Regions from separate parts of the Mus musculus genome. Here region 2 is linked to region 1. Evidence: chromatin contacts called from public promoter capture Hi-C data. All regions are on one chromosome and are shown on one strand. Each heading gives the region's core, a stretch centred on a gene start, on an enhancer-like site or on the middle of the called end of the contact. The rest is flanking DNA. Distances are from core to core; before and after follow the strand shown. Region 1 overlaps Dcaf8 (DDB1 and CUL4 associated factor 8). Region 2 overlaps Atp1a2 (ATPase, Na+/K+ transporting, alpha 2 polypeptide).

Region 1 (4,052 bases), core at 888-3,387:
AAAGGCCTTCGCCACCACTGCCCGGCTTCCTTTTGTTTGTTAAGATTTTATGTATTTTTATATATGTGAGTATGCTGTAGCTGTCTTTAGACGCATCAGAAGATGGCATTTGATCCCATTACAGATGGTTGAGCCACCGTGTGGTTGCTGGGAATTGAACTCAGGGCCTCTGAAAGAGTAGTCAGTGCTCTTAACCCCTGAGCCATCTCTCCAGCCCTCGATTTCTTCTCTGTTTTTAAAAAGACAAGTCTCATGTAACCTTGGCTGGTCATTAGTTGTTTAGATAGCGGAAGACGACTTCAGCTCCAGCTCTTCCTGCCTGTATTCTGAGTCCTGGATCACAGCCATGTGCCACCTGTGCAGGAAGTGGCGCTAGGACCGAAGTCATGGCTATGCTTCGGGTGAGAGTAAGTGCTAGGATTACAGACATGCCACTGTGGCAGCCTCTTCTCTTTCCTGCTGTACTTCCCTTCCCCATTCCCTGCATGGAAGAAAGCATGCAGGATGTCTTTATGACTCTGGCTCAATTACTTACCAGCCTATGCTCTTCAAACAGCACTAGAACGTCTCTTCATGTTTTCTCCCAGTCCTCAGAATAGCATAGTGCATTTTCTTGTTTTGTAGTTCAGAATAGAACAAAAACAAAAACACCTCTTTTTGGGAGTGGGGGGGGCGGTAAAGATTAGAATTTGATTTCCTACTGTCTCTGTTGATTTTTTTGTTTTCCACTTTTCATGACCATCTTGGATCTTTGAAGGTTTTTTTTTGTTTTGTTTTGTTTTGTTTTTTTTGGTGGTAGTGGTGTTTGTTTTGTTTTTGTTTTTGAGACATTTCTCTGTAGCTCAGGCTGGCCTTGAAGTCACTATAGCCCATGCTGGCCCTGATTTCAGGTAGTGAATCTCTTAAGTGTTGTGATTCCACATCTGAGCTGCCATGCTGAGCTCCATCTGGGTCTTTTGGAGGATATAATAACTATATGCTTTTTCTACTTTTGAAAGGAAACTAGTGGTGACAAAAGAGAAGGAGAAGAAAGTGGGGCTGTATACAATCTATGTGAACCCTGCCAATACCCACCAGTTTGCAGTGGGTGGAAGAGATCAGTATGTAAGGTGAGTTCAACAGTCTTTTGTATGTTTGAGAGGTTGAGACTTAGGATACATTGTATATTGCCCGATGCTCCCCAGTGCTAAGTTAGAAAACTGTAGGAATTCGTTAACTACCATGTTGAACTTTTTACCCTTTTGGGAATGCTTAAGCACCTTCTGAGACAGTCTGTTCCCTATTACAACGATTTGAGGAGTTTTATGGTATACAGATTATCATTTTCAAAAATTAATCTTATTAATTTATGTGCATGAATGTTTTGTTTGCGTATGTGTAACTGGGTGCCATGTTCATGAGTGGTGTTTGAGGAAGCCAGAAAAGAGCATTGAGGCTATTGTCTGTTATCTTTCTTTTTTTTGTTTTTTGTTTTTTGGTTTTTGGTTTTTTTCAAGACAGGGTTTCTCTGTGTAGTCCTGGCTGTCCTGGAACTCACTCTGTAGACCAGGCTGGCCTCGAACTCAGAAATCTGCCTGCCACTGTCTTGCAAGTGCTGGGATTAAAAACATGCACCACCACTGCCTGGTTATTATCATCGAGTCCTGGGATTATCATGTTTTAAAGTAATTATCACATTTCAAAGAATGATAAAATTGTCCCAAATAGTGGCTAAGACATAAACCCATATGTGCCTTCCACTATTTTCCTATATAAATTAACATTTGTACTAGCAATCTTTTCAGATAATTTTTAAATTAAATTTTGTATTAATCTGTGGGTCTGATACAGTAGATGAGGGTATGTTAGCATGTGCATGTGGAAGTCAGGAGACAACTCTGGAGTCAGCTCTGACCTTAACACTTGTTACAGGAATCAAACTCATTAGCAGCAAATGTGTTTACCCAGTTAATCATCTTGACAGCTCCTTACTAGCAAGTTCGAACAGTGTTGGATTTAGAAGGACTTTGCCTTGGGAACGCTCTATAACTGAGGAAATTTGTTTCTGTTGTTTGGAACCACTGCTCTGTCTGTAGTAATATCTTTGTTACTGTGAACATCTGTTTTTAACCCTGGCTATTGAGACATCCTCAGGGAAAAGAGACGACATCCTTTCAGCCCCCACTGCACCAGTTGTTTTCCTTCTGACCTGCATTCTGCATTCCCTAGCTCGCCAGCTGCTGTATTGCAACTACATTTCTTTGGGATTGTCAGTTTGAAAAAGGAGGAATGGCATGATTAGAAAAATGTTTGCTTTTTCTGTTGTGCTGGTAGTGGAAGTTCTTCCTGTGTAATGAAAACACTTGTGTTTTTTTTTTTTTTTTAACTATTGTGAAATTACTTGCATTAGAATCATGAGATAAGTTTTCAGAAAACATATGGTTTACCTTGTTCAAGAGTTCTGCACAATTTGTTTCTTTTATTTAGTAGTCTTTATATAGCAATATTTTATGTGTTTATATTGTATGAGTCTTTTGCCAGCATGTATATGTGTACATGAGGTGTGTGCCTGGCACTCACAGAGGCTAGAAGAGAGCGGTGAATCTCCTGGAAAGGGAGCGGTGGGTGCTTGGGAGCTACCATGTGAGTCCTAGGAGCTCTTAGCACCAGCACAATTCTTTAGCCCCTTACTCTTTTTTATACGATGCCATTGATCAAAAAGGCTGTTGTCAGAACTTTCTGGGTTACGCTCCATACATTCACTGATCGTCTAGTTGGAATTTTTTTTCCTTGAAGAAATAGATTGCTTTAAAAGTCTCTATCATGAAGAATATAACCACGGGGATCAGGCTATCTAAAGAGGAATGGATAAGTTGGCTGTATTGACTTACTCGAAGATCTTAATAAAGTTCCAGTGCCCTATTCCACAGCTTCTAATTTCTCAAGGCTAAAAGGAAGGCTGAGAATAGTTTTTAGCATTTCAATGCACAAAGGAGTAAAATACTCAGATCTTTTCTTTTATTAAGGTTAATGTTTTTCGTCCCTGTCCATTTGTGTGCCCCTAGTATCTTAGCAGACTGTCTCCTTGGCAGGAGTGCATATGCATTTTGCACCACACTGATTCTGCAGAGCAGAATCCTTTTGGTACCAGATCGTCTCTGATGTTATATTCATTTCAGCTTCTCTGACACTTTAGCTTACTGAATGGTGTTGGAATATCTTATTTTCTGGTACAAATTTGAAAACATTTATACCAAATATCTCATTTGGTATAATAAACCATTGCTTTTGATACTGGCCTAAAAGAATTTCTACAGTTTTCTTTCAAGAAAGAAGCAAGGAATACAGAGAAATAGCTTGTTTAACCTCAAGACTTCACATAACTATTGCTGTATTTTATTTTAGGATTGTGAAAAAGCATTTGAAGGCAGGTTTAAGGAGACAGACTTTTTTATCTGAAGCCAAAGCAGACAAAAAGAAAAGAAACTTGCAAATGGAAAAAAAAGAAATTAACAAATGGAGGCAATTCGAGTGTGAGCTTCAACGATGAAACTATATAGATTGACTTAAGAGTTTGGGGGAGCACAGGTTAGAGCAGTTGTCCACTGTAGTTGAACCCCTAAATAAATAAATAAATACCAAAAAAAACCCCAAAGTTTTACAATACAACCTAGTGGTTAGAATGAAATGCCACTCCCCCCTTTGGGGGGGGTGTTTGTTTGTTTGTTTGTTGAGACAGGGTTTCTCTGTAGCCCTGGCTGTCCTGGAACTCACTCTGTAGACCAGGTAGGTCTCGAACTCAGAAATCCACCTGCCTCTGCCTCCCAAGTGCTGGGATTAAAGGTGTGCGCCACCACTGCCTGAAATGCCACCTTTTTAGAGCATCACACCCATGTTGGGTAGCTCACGGGTATCTGTAATTCCAGCTCTGGGATCTAGTGCCCTCACTGCTGTGGATACCTGCATCGGTTTGCTCATCCCACATCCAGGTTATACATATGCAGAATCAAAGATCCTGTTTCAAAAATACAGTTTTACTGGAACATAGCCATAATAGTCATAATCAGTCACAT
Region 2 (4,052 bases), core at 1,152-3,651, 96 kb after region 1:
TCTTCAGGGGAGACTTGTATTTCATGTGGTAGATGCTGAAAATGCCTGCTGGGCTTCCCAGGTAGCAAGCATTTAAGGAGGCAGCTGTCCTGCTGGTGCTACAGAGACTGACGGCCTTAATGTTTGTTTCAGAAGTCAGATTTTAGATTCCATGTGAAAACGCCAAAGCTTTAGATATTGGGCCCATTAAAACACACACATACACACACACACACACACACACACACACACACACACACACACACACACAAAATATTGGGCTACTGTACACCAAACACTGTCTGTAGCCCGCGTGTGGTAGGCCATCCATTTCAACCCAGCAAATGATCAAAGATGTGTCTAGGGAACATAAACCAGGCCTTGGTTGATGCCTGGGAATCGGGAGCTCTGTGTTTGGGTTTCCTTATGATCCTAAACAGATACATCACCTCTGTGCATCGTTTTTATCAGCAAGCGTGTAGAGGATTGGATGACCTTGAAGGGCCCTTCTAACCTGACCGTTCGAACCTGGACTTCTAGAGCAGTAGTTCTTAACCTGTGGGAAGTGACCTCTTTGGGGAGTCAAATGACCCTTTCACAGGTCAAAGCAAAACTCCACCGCTTGAAGTCAAGACAAGAACTAGGTCAGGCCCAAAGGCCTCCCAAGGTCTACTGTCTCAAAGGGGTCGCGTGCCAGATATCCTGCATATCAGATATTTATATTACAATTCATAACAGTAACGAAGTTACAGTTATGAAGTAGCAACGAAATAACTTTATGGTTGGAGTGGGGGAGGGGGTCACCAAAACATGGGGAACTGTATTAAAGGGCCACAGCACCAAGAATGTTAAGAAACACTGCTCTAGGGAAAGTGGAGGCCTTAGAGAACCCTAAGGTAGATGGGATACAGGATATAGAGGAAAAGGGCCGGGATGCTCAGGGCTCCTGGGACCTTAGGTCAGACAGACCTCTCTGCAGAGTGGACATGCTTACCCCCAGGGTACCGCCGTAGGATGAGCTTCCGAACTTCATCATAGATGAAGATGAGGAGACTGTAGGGGAAGGCACAGAACCACCACGTGACCCTGGAAGCAACAGAGGGAAGTGTCAGGAGCTTCAGAGGCTGCAACAGTGTCACAAAGGTAGAATTAAAGTCCATCTTGCTCCCTCTCCATCAGCCCTAGAGAGACGCTCACTTGAGTGGGTACATCCGGAGGGCAACCCCCATGCCCGGGCAGTAAGACAGAAAGGCAGCCAAAGCCGTCTCTTCTAGCAGCCCAAAAATCAGGATCTTGTTCCTAGAAAGACAAAAGAAAGAAGGCAGGTAGATTTGTGGGAGGATAGCGGGAGGTGGAACTCCAGGGACACCCCTGGGGATAGAAGGGAAAGGAGCCGGAAGGAATGTGAGGAAGTCCTTCATCCAAGTCCCTTTCAAACCCCCTCTCATGTTTTACATAACCAAAGGAAACAAATGTTTTCTTCTGCTTGTTCTGTTCACCTCTGATTACTGTCGCTCACTTGCTCGCGTGCAAGCGCGCGTGCGTGTGTGTGTGTGTGTGTGTGTGTGTGTGTGTGTGTGTGTGCTCATTAAGTTATTTCTTATGTAACTCTGTGCCAGAGATGTTGTAGTCAACAGGGGCCTGTCCACAGGCAACATATGATATTGTTATTGTGCGCTAGGTCCGCGGGCTGGGAAGATGCTGTCTTCCCAACAAGATGTCTTTAAAAGCTCCTCTGGACCGAGCCCTCTTTCTCGGCATCTCCTTCGACCTGGGTGGTTGCTTATCACAGACCCTGAATGAAGAGGATGCTTGTGAGATACTGATCCCAGCCAAGGCTTGCTCCTGTGATAGCACACAGGAAATGGTTAACCTATGTTGTCTGCATCAGAATTTAAAAGTAGTACCGAGCAAAGTGCTGAGGGCAGTTCCTAGAGTCAGATCTGTCAAGTGTGGCTGGCTTCTCCATTGCCTGACTTTGGGTGACTGATGAGAGCTTAATTTCTTGGAGCTGTGTGCTTGCTCTCTATGTATAATAAGGAGAAAAGAAGACAACTTTCCTTCAGTTACAAACCGCATGAGGTGAAGGCTGGAGGGGACACAGGGATGTCTCATTGTTCCTTTTCCACACAGCCCATATTTTAATTGATTTTTGTCTCCCAATTTATACTTGTTAGTGGTGAATGTATTAAAATTTATTATAAATATTCATGGGTTCCAAGAATTAATATGGATTAATATGCCGTCACTAAGGATTATCTAAGGATGACCCACTAGAAAACCTGGCAGATTCTTGCAAGTAAGAGCCTGGTTTCACATCTCCTTTTGAAATGTTGCTGACAGTATCTCTGAGGACTGCTAACGGTCTAGAGGCCTGGGCACTCTGAGGCCGCCTCTGGCGAGGTGGTTTCTGGGTATCAATGCTTCTTCCTGGGTTTAGCTTAGCTTCCTGCTCATGTTGTATCATTCTTATTTGCCTCTCTGTGGACTGACTGAATCAGTTTGGCTCTGTCTCTACTTCCTGTGTCACCCACATACTTCCTTATAAGTGTCTTGTACAGGTCTGTGCCTAATTTCTTAGATTCCCTGAGATAGTGACCTTTGTTTATGGTAGGGGAAAAAAGAGCCTGGCTCTTTCAGTACTCAGTCCCTATCTGTGTTAAAATCACGTGTGGATGAGGTGACAGATGTACGCATGACAGGTGAGATACTACAATGTGGGGTGAAGAGACCAACCCAGACAACCATGAGCAGCTGCGCAGCCTAACCATTCAACCTCATGGAACTTCTTGCCCACACAGTGTCCAATGATACCCACCTGGAGGAGCCGTTTTAAGATTAGAGTGAGACACTTGATTCCCTAGGAGGCATATGGTGCCACACTGTAGGAAGGCCTGAATGTGCCCCTAGGCAGATGCAGCACACGAGATCAATGCTATAAACCCGGCTACCTGCCAAGTGTTGGTATGGAGTACAGGAGACCTGACCCAGGATTTAGAACTGGGGAATGGATGCCATTTAACTAGGGAATGGAAGAGGAAGGAAGGAGGAGGAAGAAAACAAGGAAGATGAACATGAAGGGAGGAAACGATAACAAAGTAACTTTCCGAGCAATGTTACAACTCAGGAGAAAGAGTCTTGCCATTCCGTCCTCACTTTTGATCTGTTTCTAACACCGCCAAGGTTAAGTATGTTATTACAACCAGACAGTTCCTTAGCAAACCTGAGCCCCGGGAGCTTAGGTGAGCTGGTGTTGGAATCCTGGCCTATGTGGGTTGGTGACTATGTACAGAGGCCTCTGCCTGGTAGGGACCGGTAGTGATAGGTGCTCACTTCATGCCCTGCTGGAACACTGAGTTGCGACGGGTCTTGCAGATGATGAGGTCAGCCCACTGCACAACCACGATGCTAGCGAAGAAGGCCGTGTGGCATGTGAACTCCACCACCTTCCGCTGCTCGTAGGTCTGGGCAGAAGAGAGGAAGGGACACTTGTTAAACCTGGCACTTAGCCCATCATCAGCCTCTTGGCTGCTCCTAGCCAATTCCAACCAGGACCTCAGCCTCAGTCCCGCCCCTTCTCGTCTGCGGCACACGTCCACAGCCCCACTCACCCACTCTTGTCCATAGCTGTCCTCCAGGTCGTTGGTAGTCCGATCATCCCAGTCCAGGCGGATCCCTAGCAGCCGCGATGGTAGAAACCCATTCTCTGCCAGTATCACAAAGTAGGTAAAGAAGCCACCCAGAGCCTGGATCATGCCTGAAAGCAGTTGTAAGCAAAAGGTGGGACTTGAGTAGAGAAAGGGGAGGGAAAGGGCCATCCCTTGGAGACAGAGATGGAAGTCTCTGGCTCTCCGGCAGCTGGACTCTTTCCTGACCCGTCACTCATCTCTCTCGGGAACTAGAAGCAACCTTTAGGGGATACCCTCCCAAGCCCTGGCTGGGCGCACCAATCTGTCCGTAAGCCATGCTGATAAGCCTCTCGTTCACCAGCTTGTCTGTCTGGGAGTTTCGTGGCTGCCTCTTCATGATGTCACTCTCAGCTGCTTCGTATGCTAATGAGATAGCAGGAACCT

The links. Capture Hi-C pulls out chosen DNA fragments and counts their contacts.
Region 2: a promoter capture Hi-C map of adipose tissue shows a contact between it and region 1. The contact joins two enhancer-like sites. A contact is called at or near these places in 3 of 39 promoter capture datasets (the C10 cell line, cranial neural crest and embryonic stem cells), 1 of 484 Hi-C or Micro-C datasets (bone marrow-derived macrophages), 2 of 115 datasets of contacts at active chromatin or transcription factors (cardiomyocytes and pancreatic cancer cells) and 4 of 9 other capture datasets (adipose tissue, embryonic stem cells, liver and 1 more).

Annotation. Positions count from the first base shown.
Region 1 is chr1:172,178,909-172,182,960 of GRCm38.p6, forward strand. Dcaf8 (DDB1 and CUL4 associated factor 8) reads left to right here. Exons shown (of 14, transcript NM_001357204.1): 7 at 999-1,109. Among named protein-coding and RNA genes, the nearest start is that of Pea15a, 26 kb to the right of the region's middle. Within about 2 kb of position 2,138, at least 7 of the 459 cell types and tissues checked have an H3K27ac peak or open chromatin away from gene starts, as enhancers often do. A contact at or near this core is called in adipose tissue, where this site is marked.
Region 2 is chr1:172,274,945-172,278,996 of GRCm38.p6, forward strand. Atp1a2 (ATPase, Na+/K+ transporting, alpha 2 polypeptide) reads right to left here. Exons shown (of 23, transcript NM_178405.3): 18 at 3,927-4,050; 19 at 3,591-3,736; 20 at 3,313-3,443; 21 at 1,177-1,278; 22 at 974-1,065. All of the region lies in intron 1 of LOC115487369 (a long non-coding RNA gene), which reads left to right. Among named protein-coding and RNA genes, the nearest start is that of Gm39704, 12 kb to the right of the region's middle. Within about 2 kb of position 2,402, at least 89 of the 459 cell types and tissues checked have an H3K27ac peak or open chromatin away from gene starts, as enhancers often do. A contact at or near this core is called in adipose tissue, where this site is marked.